2 separate regions of the Mus musculus genome follow, and region 2 is linked to region 1. A link is a contact called in public HiChIP or PLAC-seq data. All regions are on one chromosome and are shown on one strand. The core of a region is the stretch at or near the end of the contact, and the rest is flanking DNA. Distances in the headings are between cores, read along the strand shown. Region 1 has its middle 24 kb from the start of Gm16578. Region 2 holds the start of Higd2a (HIG1 domain family, member 2A).

The links. HiChIP or PLAC-seq counts read pairs in DNA pulled down with a chosen protein or histone mark.
Region 2: a contact with region 1 is called in an H3K4me3 HiChIP or PLAC-seq map of pro-B cells, with 5 times the contacts expected there. The contact joins the promoter of Higd2a here to the enhancer-like site in region 1. A contact is called at or near these places in 4 of 39 promoter capture datasets (the C10 cell line, cranial neural crest, hippocampal neurons and 1 more), 2 of 484 Hi-C or Micro-C datasets (large pre-B cells and liver), 3 of 115 datasets of contacts at active chromatin or transcription factors (cardiomyocytes, large pre-B cells and pro-B cells) and 1 of 9 other capture datasets (liver).

What each region holds. Positions count from the first base shown.
Region 1 is chr13:54,245,036-54,249,039 of GRCm38.p6, reverse strand. No RefSeq gene overlaps it. Among named protein-coding and RNA genes, the nearest start is that of Gm16578, 24 kb to the right of the region's middle. Within about 2 kb of position 1,304, at least 21 of the 459 cell types and tissues checked have an H3K27ac peak or open chromatin away from gene starts, as enhancers often do. A contact at or near this core is called in pro-B cells, where this site is marked.
Region 2 is chr13:54,588,735-54,592,390 of GRCm38.p6, reverse strand. Higd2a (HIG1 domain family, member 2A) reads right to left here and starts at 2,160. Exons shown (of 2, transcript NM_025933.3): 1 at 1,972-2,160; 2 at 1,244-1,667. The coding sequence starts at 2,125. The coding sequence ends at 1,501. It overlaps Nop16 (NOP16 nucleolar protein), which reads left to right and starts at 2,317. Exons shown (of 5, transcript NM_178605.4): 1 at 2,317-2,530; 2 at 2,620-2,728. The coding sequence starts at 2,424. It overlaps Cltb (clathrin, light polypeptide (Lcb)), which reads left to right. Exons shown (of 6, transcript NM_001347512.1): 6 at 1-5.

The sequences.
Region 1 (4,004 bases), core at 55-2,554:
CCTCCCATGCATTCACTCAGTCTACTTGGTCTTCCACAAGCCTCTCATTGAACTCTGCTCATCCCCAAGAAAGGACACTGCCTGTTCCTTCCCCAGGCCCACCTTTCCATGTTTGGTGATACAGAGTCAGACTCAGGGACCAGAAAGCATGTGTGTGTGTGTGTGTGTGTGTGTGTGTGTGTGTTGGGGGCTTGATTCCCAGCGCAGACTCGCTGATTTAGCTTGTGACATGAACCTTGGCTGGCCCTGGGTTCCTCAGATCCTTTGCCCTACTCCCTGGAGGACCTATTCTTTCTTCATTATGAGTGGCATTCTCCAAGCTAGCCCGCCGAGGTTGCGTGTGAGCAGACACCAGACATTTAGATTCACGGCTGATCACAGATCGTCCATCACAGAGGCAAAGCGATTACCCTGAGAGAAGAAGCGCCCTGACCCCCTCCCTCCGACCCCAGGCTGCTTCAGACTTGCTGAATCCAACCCTCTAGGCTCCCCTTGTTTCCTCTCAGCTTCCTGATAGATTAACTTTACTCAAGTCAGTGTTCAGAGCTTGCAGTCAGCGTTTCCTGATGATGCAGACCGAAGCTGAGGCAGACAGTGGAACGGTCAGTATTTCTCAAAGCCTTCCTCTAAGCACCATAGCGCAGGACACACATAGACTGTGCTGGCCCCACAGTCCCGGGGCTGCTGAGAGGCGGCGGAGAGACGAAATGGTGCAGACCCCTCAGCCGGCACTCCACTCTTGTTAGGTGAGAAACCCCTAACGGCTAATTCAGTTGGCACTCAGAAGCCTTGCTCAACTATCCTCTCATCTCTCTTCAATATAAGATTGAGAAATGGCCTGGGTTGTCTTTTTCTGGTTGTAGCTCAGATCATTGTTAACAGTCAATTAATCAACACTTTTCCTAACAGAGCTTTGGGATTGGTGTTTCCCCCTCTCCCAAGCCGAAGTCAGATTAACGCGGCATCTTTTAGAAATTGAACAGTGATTTAGCCCATTACTAACTTGTGTTTGGCAGATGAATGTCTCCAAGAAACTCTTAAGGACATTAAAAACAATCTTACACACACGTTAGGGAAGCCATGACTCCAGGTGGAAAGAATTTACTTAAAACTCCCACAGCGTAGATAGGATGACTTGATGCTGCCTCTGCCTGTCTCCTTAGCCTTGGTCTCCTTCTGTCTAACCTAGTAGCTAAGACTCTGTAACCCTCACCTGGGGTGGTTCTGCCTTGTTTAGGTGGTGCCAGCTCTAGCCAAATGGGTATTATGGTCCTGCTCTGCCCCCTGGTGGATGCTCATGCCCTGATGCTCTGGGTGCTGGCAGTTTGGCTGGGACTTTCAAGCTGGTAGCCGTGGGTGTGTTGGAGCCTAGCCTAGTGGCATGGCTTCTAGTTTCTGGAGAAATGACTGTTTCAGCATGCCGAGACACACTGTAGCTGTTGCAGGTCTTGTTTACTCACGGTATATACACTTGTTACTAATTAATTTACAACTGTCAACTGAGACACCTGAATTTTCCCTGCTGAAATGATGAAGGATGGGCACAGCCTTTGCTCCAGCCTCAAAGGATGATTAGACCCACAGATAGATGTCCACAGTCCTGGGCATGATGGGAGCCCTAGATAAATGGGAAAATGCTGTAGTTTGGATATAGAAGGTCCCCATGTTTAAAGGCTTGGTCCCCCAGTCCATGGCACTATGGACAGACAGTCCCTAATCCTGTTATCAGGTGAGCCCAGGCCTTTCCTTGGCCCTGAATCTCTACAAGGCAACAAGACTGGCAGCTCAAGAAGATCTCTTAAGGGGCAGAGCCTCCTGAGAGGAGTTGCTGGTTGGAGCTATAGTTGGGTAGGAAGGTCTGCTGACTCTAGACCCCCTTAGCTGACCCTCGTGTGCCCTGCTTATTTATGAACACCTCCTCTGGGTTGTCTGTGAGCTGAGCTTGGGGGTATCCAAGGGCGAGGTTGGGTATCCTGGACCAGATGAGCCATTCGATCCCAGTCCCCAAGGCAGTTGGAGGGGCCATTCTGACAGGGTTCCAACAATGACAACACACAGTGTCCACAGGGAAGGACAGGGTAAGAAATACCCAGGTATGGGTATTGACATTGAAGAACTTGGTGCTCATAATTCCTGGCTCTCAGTGGCCCAGTAATGGGCTAGGTGGTACAAGACAACGGAAGAGGCCCCCCTCATGGGTGGAAACTCCTTATGGGGGTAGGAAGAAATCTGGCTTTGCTTTACTAGTCTGGCCCCTGGGGCACAGGCTAGGCCCCCATTCTCTCAGGATGGGGTTTCCACCCTGTCTGAGCCCCCTAGGAGGGAGCGGGCGGGTACTCAGAGGCGGAAGGGAGGAAATGCTTCTCTGGCCCAGCCTCATAATTAGACCCTTCAATTGCAATTACTTTTGCAATTAGCTCAGCTGGTAATTGGAACTGGAGGTGGTAATTTCTGTCCTTCACGGAAGCTCCCTTTGAATTGGGCTTTACTTATCTGTCCAGGATGCTGGGTAGTGCTCTGGGGAGCACTCAACTCTTGGGAGCAGCTCAGAGAGCACAGCCTTGGGCTTGGCACAGTAGGAGGTACGGGGATTCTTCTGAGTCCTCGAAGATGGGACCTGAGGTGTGGTGAACAGGAGCCTCACAGGCTTCTTAGCAAAGGGCGATTCTGAGCTTAAGTTTTGTAGAGCTTGGAAAAGCAACATCCTAACCACCCCCATAACCGGAAGTCATGAGCTGAGCCAGTGCAGGTAGGCAGGCTCTCCAACAGCCCATACTTCTGGTGTTTGTGTCCTGGTATAACTAGCTCTCTGAGTGCAGGATGGTGTGGTGATCCTTGCTTTGGATCATTTGAACATGACAAAGGTTTCTATGATATTTGTCACCAGGGTTTATGTGTCAGAAGGTTTAATCTCCAAGATCATGGGTCAACGGTATTTGGAGGCTGGGAACTTGGGGGGCAAACATGGTTGAGTGAAACAGGAGGGTGGGCAGGAGGGTGGGTAGGAGGGTGGGCAGGAGAATGGGCAAGAGGGTAGGCAGGAGGGTGGGCAGGAAGGTGGGCAGGAGGGTGGAGAAGAAGGTGGGCAGGAGGGTGGACAGGAAGGTAGGCAGGAGAGTGGACAGGAAGGTGGGCAGGAGGGTGGGCAGAAGGGTGGACAGGAAGTTGGGCAGGAGAGTGGATAGGAGGGTGGGCAAGAGGATGGGCAGGAAGATGGGTAGGAGGGCGGACAGGAGGGTAGGCCTCTCTGTCCTTATTACAGCTTTCTGAGGAGAGATGGGCTGAGCTGAGAGACTTGCTCGCTCTTGTTGTGTGATACCCTCTATTAAGGTCCTTCCTGCTCTCTAGTGTCCTGCTCTCCCACTCCCCACTCTCTCTGGTACCTTGAGCAAATACCCTCACAGTCTCCATGAATCACCTAGGTGTGTGTTGACTGAGACAAAGGCTATAGAGAAGAAAAGACCTCTCTGCCATTTTATTTTATTCCCAGGAACATGGAAAACCCTTCTGTGTCTCTAGTTAATAGAACCATAAAGATTTCTGCTTTCTGAGCAAGCAGTCCTGCAGATTCTTGCCACAGGCTCCTTTAATTCAGTACAGACATAGTCTGTTTGGAGGGGGCGGTAGCTGCTGCAGCCCGAGCTCCTGACACACTGGCTGCAGGCTGGTTTCATGGACACCGTCCTGGGTTTGGTGACTTTGTTAAATGGGGCTTACATAACGCAGGAAAACATGTTTACTGGCTTCTTACTTGCTGCTGAGCAGCAGGTGGAGAGATGTACAGGACAAGGCATGGGGACATGGACTTGGAGCGTTGGGTGTGCCTCTCCATGGGGGTCTGCATGAACTCAGGGGTCTGGGGATTCAACAAACGTGTCTTTTTGGGTTTTATGGATAGTTTGTTACTCCTGCATGATTGAGTACTTCCTGAACCATCAATGAAAACTTAACCTCCTGTCTCTTCCCCTTCCCCAGATGTTGGGGGAAGGGACTGAGAGTCATAC
Region 2 (3,656 bases), core at 911-3,410, 340 kb before region 1:
CTGTATTTTAACTATTGATGGTCATGGCTGTAAAGTCCTATTGCCAAATAAGGCCTAAAAAATTAAGAGTTGGAGTTCGACTTTTAAATGTATTTTAGGGGGTGGGGGCATCATAACACTAGGTGGACATTACCTTTAAATACGGCACCATCTTCAGCTCCTTATGCCCTGTTCTTGCATCCTGAGGGCTTCACAATGCAGTGTTCCACACTGGCAATATGCCTTGTGGTTAAGATCATGATGGAGATACAAACACCTAGCTCTAGTCACGGACCTTCCACTCAGAGATTGAAAACATGTCAGGGCCCAAGAAATGTATCTTCACTTTCTTCCCTTTCCCCTTCAGGAGGTATTCAGAGAGGCAGGGTGACCCATGGGAGGATTCGGTTCCTCAAAGCAACACAGTGACTACAGATCACAAATGCCTTTGAGACGCCTGTGTCAAAAGCTGGAGTGGTAAAGAGATCAGCAGAGTGGAGGGTCGCAGAGGAGGCTGCACCGGAGTAAGAGAAGTAGTCAAAGAATGGTGGTGGTGTGTGTTTGAACATCCTGACTCACAACAGGACCACGACAGGCCTCATCTACAGGCTACAGAAACTTGGAAATTGCTGGCAAACTTTCCCGTATTACATCAAACAGCTCACTGAATTAGAATCCCAAGAATGAACATTTGGGAATCTCTACTTTTAACCAGTGCCCCAAGTAACTTGACAGTGCCGAGGAAAGTTTGGATAGCACTAGGCTCTATGTTCCTCTTTCACAACTGGAGAATAAACCTCCGGCCTCACAATCACTATGTACTGTACTGCTGAGCTGTACCCTCAGGCCATTTTAAATGATACAGAGTCTAAGTTACTCTACTGAGTGATCTTGCATTTTTTTTTTTTTCCGAGACAGGGTTTCGAGACAGGCTCTGTATAGCCCTGGCTGTCCTGGAACTCACTCTGTAGACTAGGCTGGCCTCAAACTCAGAAACCCACCTGCCTCTGCCTCCCAAGCGCTGGGATTAAAGGCATGTGCCACCACTGCCCGGTGATCTTGAACTCTTGAAGTCATGTGCAGTCAGGCAAGATTCTTTCTTCTCCCTCAACCTTCAGAACAGTTAAGGCAATAGGCATGCACTGTCAGACCTAGCTGATTTTTAAAGGCCAGTCCTACTGACAGCCTGTTCCCTCTTAAAAATTTAAAGGAAAAATCATGGTTTTGATCGTAGGAATGAGATTAAGAAATAGTTCATCACATACAAGTGTAATAAGCTTTTATTAAGTAATTAAGGGGACGCATCACAAATAGAAGCATGCAACCCAACTGAAATGAACCTGGGATTTTGGGAGCGGGAGGGGGCAGCGGTGGAAGCGCAAATCAGTTACAAAATCGGCCACTTCCTCACCCAAATGACAATAAGGTCCGGTCTGAAACGGAGGGAGCAAGTCTGACAGGGATGTCTGTTGTTCCTGGGTTTTGTAATGGTTTCCATGGCGCTTTAAGACCCGGCTATACTCAGGCTTGAGACTTCATAGCAGATGCCGCTAACCCCAACAAGATGGCTACGACCGTGAAACCCTGTGCAGCGATCCGGGTGCGCATCATGAGTTGGGATCGGTGGCTCTGGCCGCGGTGGAAGCAGTAAAGGCCATAGGTGAGGGCAGCCGCCGTCCCCAGACAGCCTGGGGAGAGGACAACACACGCGGGAGGCAACAGGTCGGGTCCTGCAGGTCCCTTAAGGATGTAGCCCGTCCCAGCTTTCCCAGAGCCACAACAGGAGGGCAGTTCTACAGTCTGCTTCATCTAGTCCCAAGCCCCGCAATGCATTCCGATTCGTTTCAGTCACCCCCCACCCCGCACCGTCATTTCGTCACACCTCTGGTCCGCTCCCCTTCCCAAACCCCAGGCTTACTTGATCCACCCCTATTTCCTTTCCCTACGAAACCGCTGTCCTCTCGGTCTTCCGTTCCTACAGCACACACTTACCTATAGGCACCATTGGGTTCTCACGGGTCTTGCGAATAAACTTTTCCTTAAAGCCCTCTGGGTTGGAGTAGACCGTGGGGCTGAAGCCCTCGATAACTGGGGGCTTGGACGGATCAAAAGGCGCCTCTGGACTCACAGGACCGGGAGCCGCCATACCCACCAGCACAGAAATAGGTAGGACACAAATCCGGACACCGGACCCCGCCTTCTGATGAGGTCACTACGGGGCGGGGAAATAGCTTGCTGAGTGTAGCACGCAGGCGCCATTGCCCGTTGCTTTCTGGGAGTTGTAGTAAGTGAATGTGGAGGCACTAACTACTAAAACTACATTTCCCAAGAATCCTTGCGCGCACGGGTGGACGGAGACTATTAACACGCGGCTCTGAGAGCGTGGTTCTTGAGTTTGAGCTGCTGTTTCAAGGGTTTGAGCTGCTGTTGGGGCAGTTAGCGAGATGCCCAAGGCTAAGGGAAAGACTCGGAGGCAGAAGTTCGGTTACAACGTCAACCGAAAGCGTCTGAACCGGAATGCTCGTCGGAAGGCAGCGCCACGGATTGAGTGGTGAGGGGCCAGTTTGGAGGCGGGGGCCTGGGCTGGGATCTAAGGTGAGGTGACAGAATCTCGATTTCTCTCTCTCTCTTTGATGTTAGTTCCCACATACGACATGCCTGGGACCACACCAAATCCGTGCGGCAGAACCTGGCGGAGATGGGGTTGGCCATGGACCCCAACAAGGCGGTTCCCCTCCGTAAGAAGAAGGTACTGATAACGCAAAGCACTTTCCCCATCTCCACACTAGCCGCTTCCTATTTTCCTTCCCACCTGACGTTCCTTCACTGAGCAGAGTTTCAGAATTTGTTCTCTCTCTCTCTCTCTCTCTCTCTCTCTCTCACACACACACACACACACTTACTTCCCATATTTGTGATAAAGTCATTTTGCTTGCACTAATTCTGGTCAAAGACCTTTAACGACCTCCTTTATTCACGCCCCCTCCTCTGCTTACCATTTCTTCTCAGGTCAGTGGAATTTTCTAGAATGTATCTTTTTCTGTCCCCCAGAGCTTGAGGGGTTTTTTTTGTTTTGTTGTTTTTTCGTTTTTCGAGACAGGGTTTTTCTGTATAGCCCTGGCTGTGCTGGAACTTACTTTGTAGACCAGGCTGGCCTCGAACTCAGAAATCTGCCTGCCTCTGCCTCCCAAGTGCTGGGATTAAAGGCGTGCACCAACACCCCCCGGCTTACCCCAAGAGTTTTTTTTTTTTTTTTTTTTTTTTTAGTAAAATTATAACTAAGCACTGGCAGGTAAGTCCTCCCCATGAAGAAGCTATCGGACATGGCTCCCTGTAACTTATAAAGCGCTCTTCATGCACATGGTTTTTGTGGTGCTACTACACAGCAGAGTAAGGAAAGCATAGATATAGGCAGAAAGATGAATTGCTTGTTAAAAATATTACTGTGGGTGTCATATGCAACTGTATGAACATATCATGTGTGGTGTGACATGTGAGTGTGAGCATTAACATACCATGTGTGGTGTGACATGTGAGTGTGAGCATGAGCATACTGTGTGTGGTATGACATGTGAGTGTGAGCATGAACATACCGTGTGTGGTGTGATCTGGTTCTAGTGACTTTGGGCAAGGATTTTCTGATACAAGACATAGTTGTGTTTCCATAGGGAATGTCC